2 separate regions of the Mus musculus genome follow, and region 1 is linked to region 2. A link is a contact called in public Hi-C data. All regions are on one chromosome and are shown on one strand. Each heading gives the region's core, a stretch centred on a gene start, on an enhancer-like site or on the middle of the called end of the contact. The rest is flanking DNA. Distances are from core to core; before and after follow the strand shown. Region 1 holds the start of Pcmtd1 (protein-L-isoaspartate (D-aspartate) O-methyltransferase domain containing 1). Region 2 has its middle 140 kb from the start of St18.

Region 1 (3,201 bases), core at 435-2,934, 220 kb after region 2:
CCTCTAATCTCAGCCCTTGAAGGTGAAGAGAAGAAAAATAAAGCTGTGTTTAGCTCTTATTCAATAGAAAAAAAGGCCTACATAAAAAAAGTCCCAGCCGGGCGGTGGTGGTGCACGCCTTTAATCCTAGCACTTGGGAGGCAGAGGCAAGCAGATTTCTGAATTCGAGGCCAGCCTGGTCTACAAAGTGAGTTCCAAGACAGCCAGGGCTATACAGAGAAACCCTGTCTTAAAAAATCAAACCAAAACAAAACAAACAAAAAAAATTCCCATAGGGACTGAAATGAAAGAAAAAGAAAACCAAAATGTTTTCTAGTGTCTCACTGTTATTTTAAAACAGGTGAAGTGGAACTCATCTGTGATTTCTCAGAAGGCTGAGGCTCGGAGGATTTCACATTTGAGGACAGCCTGGAGATTCTGTTAAAACTCCCAAACCTTCCTAATTTATCATGTGATTTATTATGTTTATGGTAAGATGTATATATATATATATATATTTTTTTTTTTTTTTTGAGACAGTCTCATATAACCCAGGCTGACCTCAAATGAAGTATCTGCAGATAACTTTGGACTACTGATCTCTGCTGTCACCTGCGGAGCTTTTGGGATTACCACCCTGAGCCGTTACATCCACTCGATAAAATATTTTCACCTGCTAAAATTTCTGCCTAGAGTATCAGAAACCGAACCCCCAAAGACTGTTATGTGATCCCATCCTGTCCAGGGGTGCTTTGGTTCTAGGAGAGACACAAAGATAGGACTAAGGAATCCGGCCCACAGCCTCAGTCTAAGGGCTAAAAGGCCACCAAATCTAACTTCGTACTTGAGACATAAAGGTGAGCTGAAAGTCAGACCATCGCATAAGTTAACTTTGTTCCAGTTTTCAAGTGATTGGAAGCTCTCATTTTACTACTCTGTTCTTAAACACTTTACACAAGGTTACTGTAGGTGACAGCAACCTAGGCCTCAAGACCTTTTGTTTTCCTGATAGGGACTTGATATATGTATGTAGTACAGGCAGACTTTGAGCATCCCAAGTGCTGGGGTTACAAGCCAGTGCCACCACATCTGGAACGTGCATTTGGTTACAAATTACAGCATTGGGAAAGCAGTGTCTTTTTATGTGCTGGAAACAAACAAACAAACAAAAAATACAGTCCCAAAGTAGGAATCGACATGTTTACTGCGGAGGACTACAGATGTAGATGCTCCCCCTTGCTTCTGACCCTCGCCACTTCTCAACAAGCACTCCTTCCCGACACCGACACAGGCAGGGGCTTCGGCGTGGACCAAGAAGGCGTCAGCTGCGCCTGCACAGGGGGCGACGCATGCACCGCCGCCAGTCATTGGGTGCGCGCCGGGTCTGCAGGCATCCTCCCCATCACCCGATACAGAGACCCGCGGAGAGGCTGGAGATGAAGTGGCCTCGTAGATCCAGTCGGCAAAACGCCGACCGGAGGCGGAGCTGGGGACGGACTGAGTCACCAGACCCTGCGCTCCCGAGCTACGCAGCACACAAACAAAACAGCGACAGAATAGGAGGAGCCCCAGCTCTCGCGGCATCCGCGGGAGCTGCCAGCCGCTTGGGCAAGCCTCGCGTTGTTTGGTTAAGGGGCAGGGCGTTCAGCGAGAGGGCGGAGTCCAACCCAGCTGAGGGTGGGGGTGTTCCCAGGCCCCGTTGATTGGCATCTTTCTTCGGAGGGCGCCCCGCGCACGCGCAGCTCCCAGGAGGCGGTGGCGACTAGGGCAGTCCAGCTGCCCGGGTCCCGGGTTGCGGGTCGGGCTCCGCCCTCCCGCGTCGGCGCTGGCGGACGCTGTGCCGGGCCAGTCGGCTGTCTCTGCGGCGCTCCGCCCGCCGCCGGTCCGCCGCTGCTTTGGCCTGGAGGGCTCCCGCCTACGCAGGCTCGTGACGCGGGGGCTGGGACGGGGCTTCAGGGACTGAGCGGGCGCTGCCGCTGTGTGAGCGTCTTCTGCGCCTTCGGTAAGTGCGGTCCGCGTCCGCTGCTTTGGCATTTTAGACACCAGCCGGGAGAACGGATGGAGAGAGACAGGGCGAGCTGTTTTGCAGAGCCAAGGTGTTTTACAGCTTATTGCTTTTATGCGTGTTCTTTTAAAATCGTGAAACCACAGCTGTGCGTTTACAAATCTGAAGAATTTGGGTACAGAAGGAGGAGGAGGAATGCTCTTAGAAATGGAGCTAAAGTACTGCGTGCTCTGTAAGAAAAAAAAAAAAAGCTGCCAAACAATGAAGACACAAGACTCCTGCCCTCTTTCTGTCCTGGACCTCAACCCCAATATTTACGCTCCCACTACTCAGAGTAACCCGATCCCAAGTGTATGTATGCATCCAGCCTTTCAGGATTTTGTCGGTGCAAGTGAGGAGTGTGTTTATAGACGAAAATTAAAGTCCTATATAGAATATAGATTTTTGGGCCAGTAGTATACGGAACTCTCCACTCTTTTTTTTAAAAACATACTTTATTGTTAAATGTTACTGTTTAGCATGGGCTTCACACTTTCAGTAGCGAGTCAGTTAAAAGCTTATTGTATGTTTTGTGATTTGCGACGCAGTTCTATAGCTCAAGCTGAGATAGAGCCCCCTGTGCTGTGGAAGCTGACCTTGAACTCTTAGCTTCTGCCTCCACCTCCCGAGTGCTAGGATCAAACAGGAGCTGTTGTGCCTGGCCTACGTGCCAGTATTTTGCAACTTAATATATTGACTTTCACAGTATCTAAGGCCACATGCGATACTTTCATATGAAACAGGTTGCTAGTCTTTGCTTAGACCTCAGAGTTTACATGAGAGGGAATGACTGCCTAAAGATTACACAAAGTTTACTTTTTCTTTATGTCATAAAGTTTAAATACCATATGGTTAGATAGCAGCATTTAATTCTTTAAACTCTAGGAGGCTACTTTTGATGAAACTCGTAGAAAGTCACCATTTAGAAATTTTGTACTCAAATAAGAAAAAAAAAAAACCCACCACGGATTAAATATTTTGCAAGGTGAACCCTAGGGAGAAGTCTGAAAGTGGAAGAAAAGTGGTTCTGCACGCATTATTGTGCTAATCTTGCTAGCTTCCAAGGGAAACAGTCTACTAAAGTAATCATAGGCAACCGTCTTATTCCAAACAGGCCTGTCCTTAAAATCATAGACACAATTGTGCACATTTATTTAGGAATCGAACTTAAAAGACTT
Region 2 (2,934 bases), core at 233-2,732:
GCCTCCCCTCAACCCATCCTCAGAGCTCCCTCCTTATCCCTGCAGTAGCTGGAAGTACTAAGATTTGACTAGCAGCACAGGCTGAAATAAAAATATTTGTATGCATTGAGTTGAATACAGTGCCATTTCAGTGTTAATTTCTCTTTTTGTTTTTATTGGTTTCTAACATTCAATGTGACTTTTAGAAATGTGACTTTTAGAAAAATAAAAACTCTCTGTATTGTCAGCAGAGTTCTGTCCATTTCTTCTGCACAAAGTTGTTCAAAATGGAAGAGAAAAAATGGGGAAGTAAAGAATGAAGCAGAGGAGAGGAGAAAGAAAGGAAGAAAGACTCTCGGCGGTCGTGGCACACACCTCTAATCCCAGCACTTGGGAGGCAGAGGCAGTCGGATTTCTGAGTTCGAGGCCAGCCTGGTCTACAAAGTGAGTTCCAGGACAGCCAGGGCTACACAGAGAAACCCTGTCTCGAAAAAACAAAACAAAACAAAACAAAAACAAAAAAACAAAAAAGAAAGGAAAAAAGAGAGAAAGGAGAGAAAGAAAAAAGGAAGAAAGAAAAGAAAAGACAGAAACAAAGGAAAGAGAAAAAAAGAAAATAGCTGGCTTTTTTTCCTTGCCACAGCTTGCAAATCATATGCTTCTTTGCTACTCTTTCTTTTTTGTGGAGTAAAATTTCAAGGCAGAAACTGAGAGCAGTGATAATTGTTTCTTCTCAGAGACAAAAACAAAGTGGTAATCACATTGTGAAATCCACAAGGCAGTGAACACATGGCCTGGAAAGCACTCACTTTTCCCTCCCCCTCAGTTCCTTCCCACCTTTCTTTCCTCCTTTTTCTGAATTCTAAGTTTAGAAAGCCTACTGAAAATAAGAAAAACATACCAACAGTGGAGTGGTTCACATCTGTCCTGCAGAGACAGAGGCAGGAAGATTGTGACTTTCAGACTAGCCTGCACTATATAGTACTCACATGAAAAGGGGGAGAGGGCAAAAAAATCCTTTTCCTTTCTGCAGAAGCAGCCTTTTACTAATAAACCAATGGAGATTTTACTGTCATAAATAGTAAATACACAACCATGACAATCTCAATGTCATCTCGAAAAAGATGGAAGTATGGCTTGTCATTTGAGAGCACTGGTTTCAGAAAGACCTTCCATGGCAGGACTAAGATTGTAATGAGTAATTATGATTGTCACAGGTTCAGAGGTGAGCTTGACACGAAGGTTTGGTGAGTAACCCATTAAATTGATACCCTGTGTGGAAAGCTGACAGCTCAGACGTCATGCCCACTGATATTTTTTAAGTTTGAAAAATGAACAATAGTCATATTCAGCTTTTATCTTGGCAGAATTTCCTGCAATAGTAAAATACTGTGAATAGACAGTGAACAACAAAAGGCACGGTAATTTACACATAAGCTGTTGCAAAGGAGCTGCAGCTATCTTAAGGAAGAATGTGTTGTTTAAAACTGAGCCAGACTGAGGATCTAAGAACAGAGAACATTTGTCCTACTTTAACTTCTTGGTAAGGGGAGGGAGACCCAGAGAGGCAGTAGTAGAGAGCAACAGATCCAGAAACAAGGGCCAGCCAAAAGCTACAGTTGGCAGGAAGCCAACTCAGGCTGGGAGGTGCGTAGAGATTGCTGAGGATCTGCATTCAGTGGTCAGGAATAGCTCTCATAACTCAGAAGAGCTCTTCAGTGAGTTAGAACTGACTCCCGTGACAGCAGATGAACCAGAATCTGGAGCCACCTGGCATTTGCTGCCAGAAGGCCCAAGAACTCTGCTGCTGCCTGACACCAGCTACATCCTAGCAGAGTGATCAACGCTCGTTTCCTATGAAATTCCTAAACCCAAGTCACTGAAATAAGTAAAATGACAGATGAAAAGATTTCAGACATTTTACTGTCCTGAAAAACATTATAAACTAGCAGGTCAATTTCATTCAACATCTTAAGAGGAAAGTCAGTAAAATGAGTAAGAAAACTAGCAATATATGGGTCCAGAAACAGATTGCTCAGCACTTAAGAGCAGTTGCTGCTCTGGCAGAGGATTCAGACTTGGTTCTAAGCACCCACAAGGCAGCTCACATCTGCCTGTAACCCCAGTTTCAGGGGACCCAACACCGTCTTCCAGCCTTCATTGGCTTGTATCTGTGTGCAATGCCTGCAAACTCACACAGGCTCACGTATAAATATTTTTTAAGGAGAATTAATCAACAATGTAAATAAAAAAAGAAAGCTCAAAGCCATGTCCTCAGAGGTTGGGACTTAGTAGACATCCAGCTCTCTGGACAAACTGTAATGATGTCTGGCCTCAGGCTGTAGGACCAGAGGTGACATATAACCTAGTATATACCAACAAAACCTTCTCCAATAGGTTGCAGAATCCCACCAGTCACGGATGTTCTGGTCCTGGGTCTCAGAAGCCCCTCCTCTTAGAATGAGGAAGTTGTCTTTCCTCTTACAGGTCTCCCCTCTTTTCCTCAGTCCTGAGTCTTCAGAGACTTCCAGGGCATGAAATCCTCACAAACTCTAGAAGCTTTGTTCTAGGTGTATCAACAGCAGGAATTCTTAACTCCCATTACTCCACCCCCCCCCCCGGCTGCTCAGTATTGGATCCTGTAGCAGGCCTGTGTGATCACACACTCTGCCCTTATCTCTCCTTATAGGACAGTCCTATTAAATACAGCCCACCCACACAGCCTCAACTTGCCTTTCTGAGAACTGTTATTGTCAAACGATGACCCTGGGGTTTGTAGCTCTAAGATGGAAGCTGGGAGAGGCAAAGATCAACCTTGGATGCTCATTGAGGGATTTGGTTTGTTTGTTTCTTTTTTCTCAGATTATTTACAAATATACTTCCATGTGTAGGCAGGAGAGGAAATGATCACCTGTAACACTCAGACACCTGAATACAGCCACAGGGAGGAAAAGG

The links. Hi-C and Micro-C count contacts between places; a contact is called where the count stands out from the background.
Region 1: a Hi-C map of Sertoli cells shows a contact between it and region 2, with 4 times the contacts expected there. The contact joins the promoter of Pcmtd1 here to the enhancer-like site in region 2. A contact is called at or near these places in 3 of 39 promoter capture datasets (the C10 cell line and hippocampal neurons), 2 of 484 Hi-C or Micro-C datasets (Sertoli cells and cerebellar granule neurons) and 1 of 9 other capture datasets (adipose tissue).

The regions. Positions count from the first base shown.
Region 1 is chr1:7,087,236-7,090,436 of GRCm38.p6, forward strand. Pcmtd1 (protein-L-isoaspartate (D-aspartate) O-methyltransferase domain containing 1) reads left to right here and starts at 1,685. Exons shown (of 6, transcript NM_183028.3): 1 at 1,685-1,981.
Region 2 is chr1:6,865,444-6,868,377 of GRCm38.p6, forward strand. No RefSeq gene overlaps it. Among named protein-coding and RNA genes, the nearest start is that of St18, 140 kb to the left of the region's middle. Within about 2 kb of position 1,483, at least 22 of the 459 cell types and tissues checked have an H3K27ac peak or open chromatin away from gene starts, as enhancers often do. A contact at or near this core is called in Sertoli cells, where this site is marked.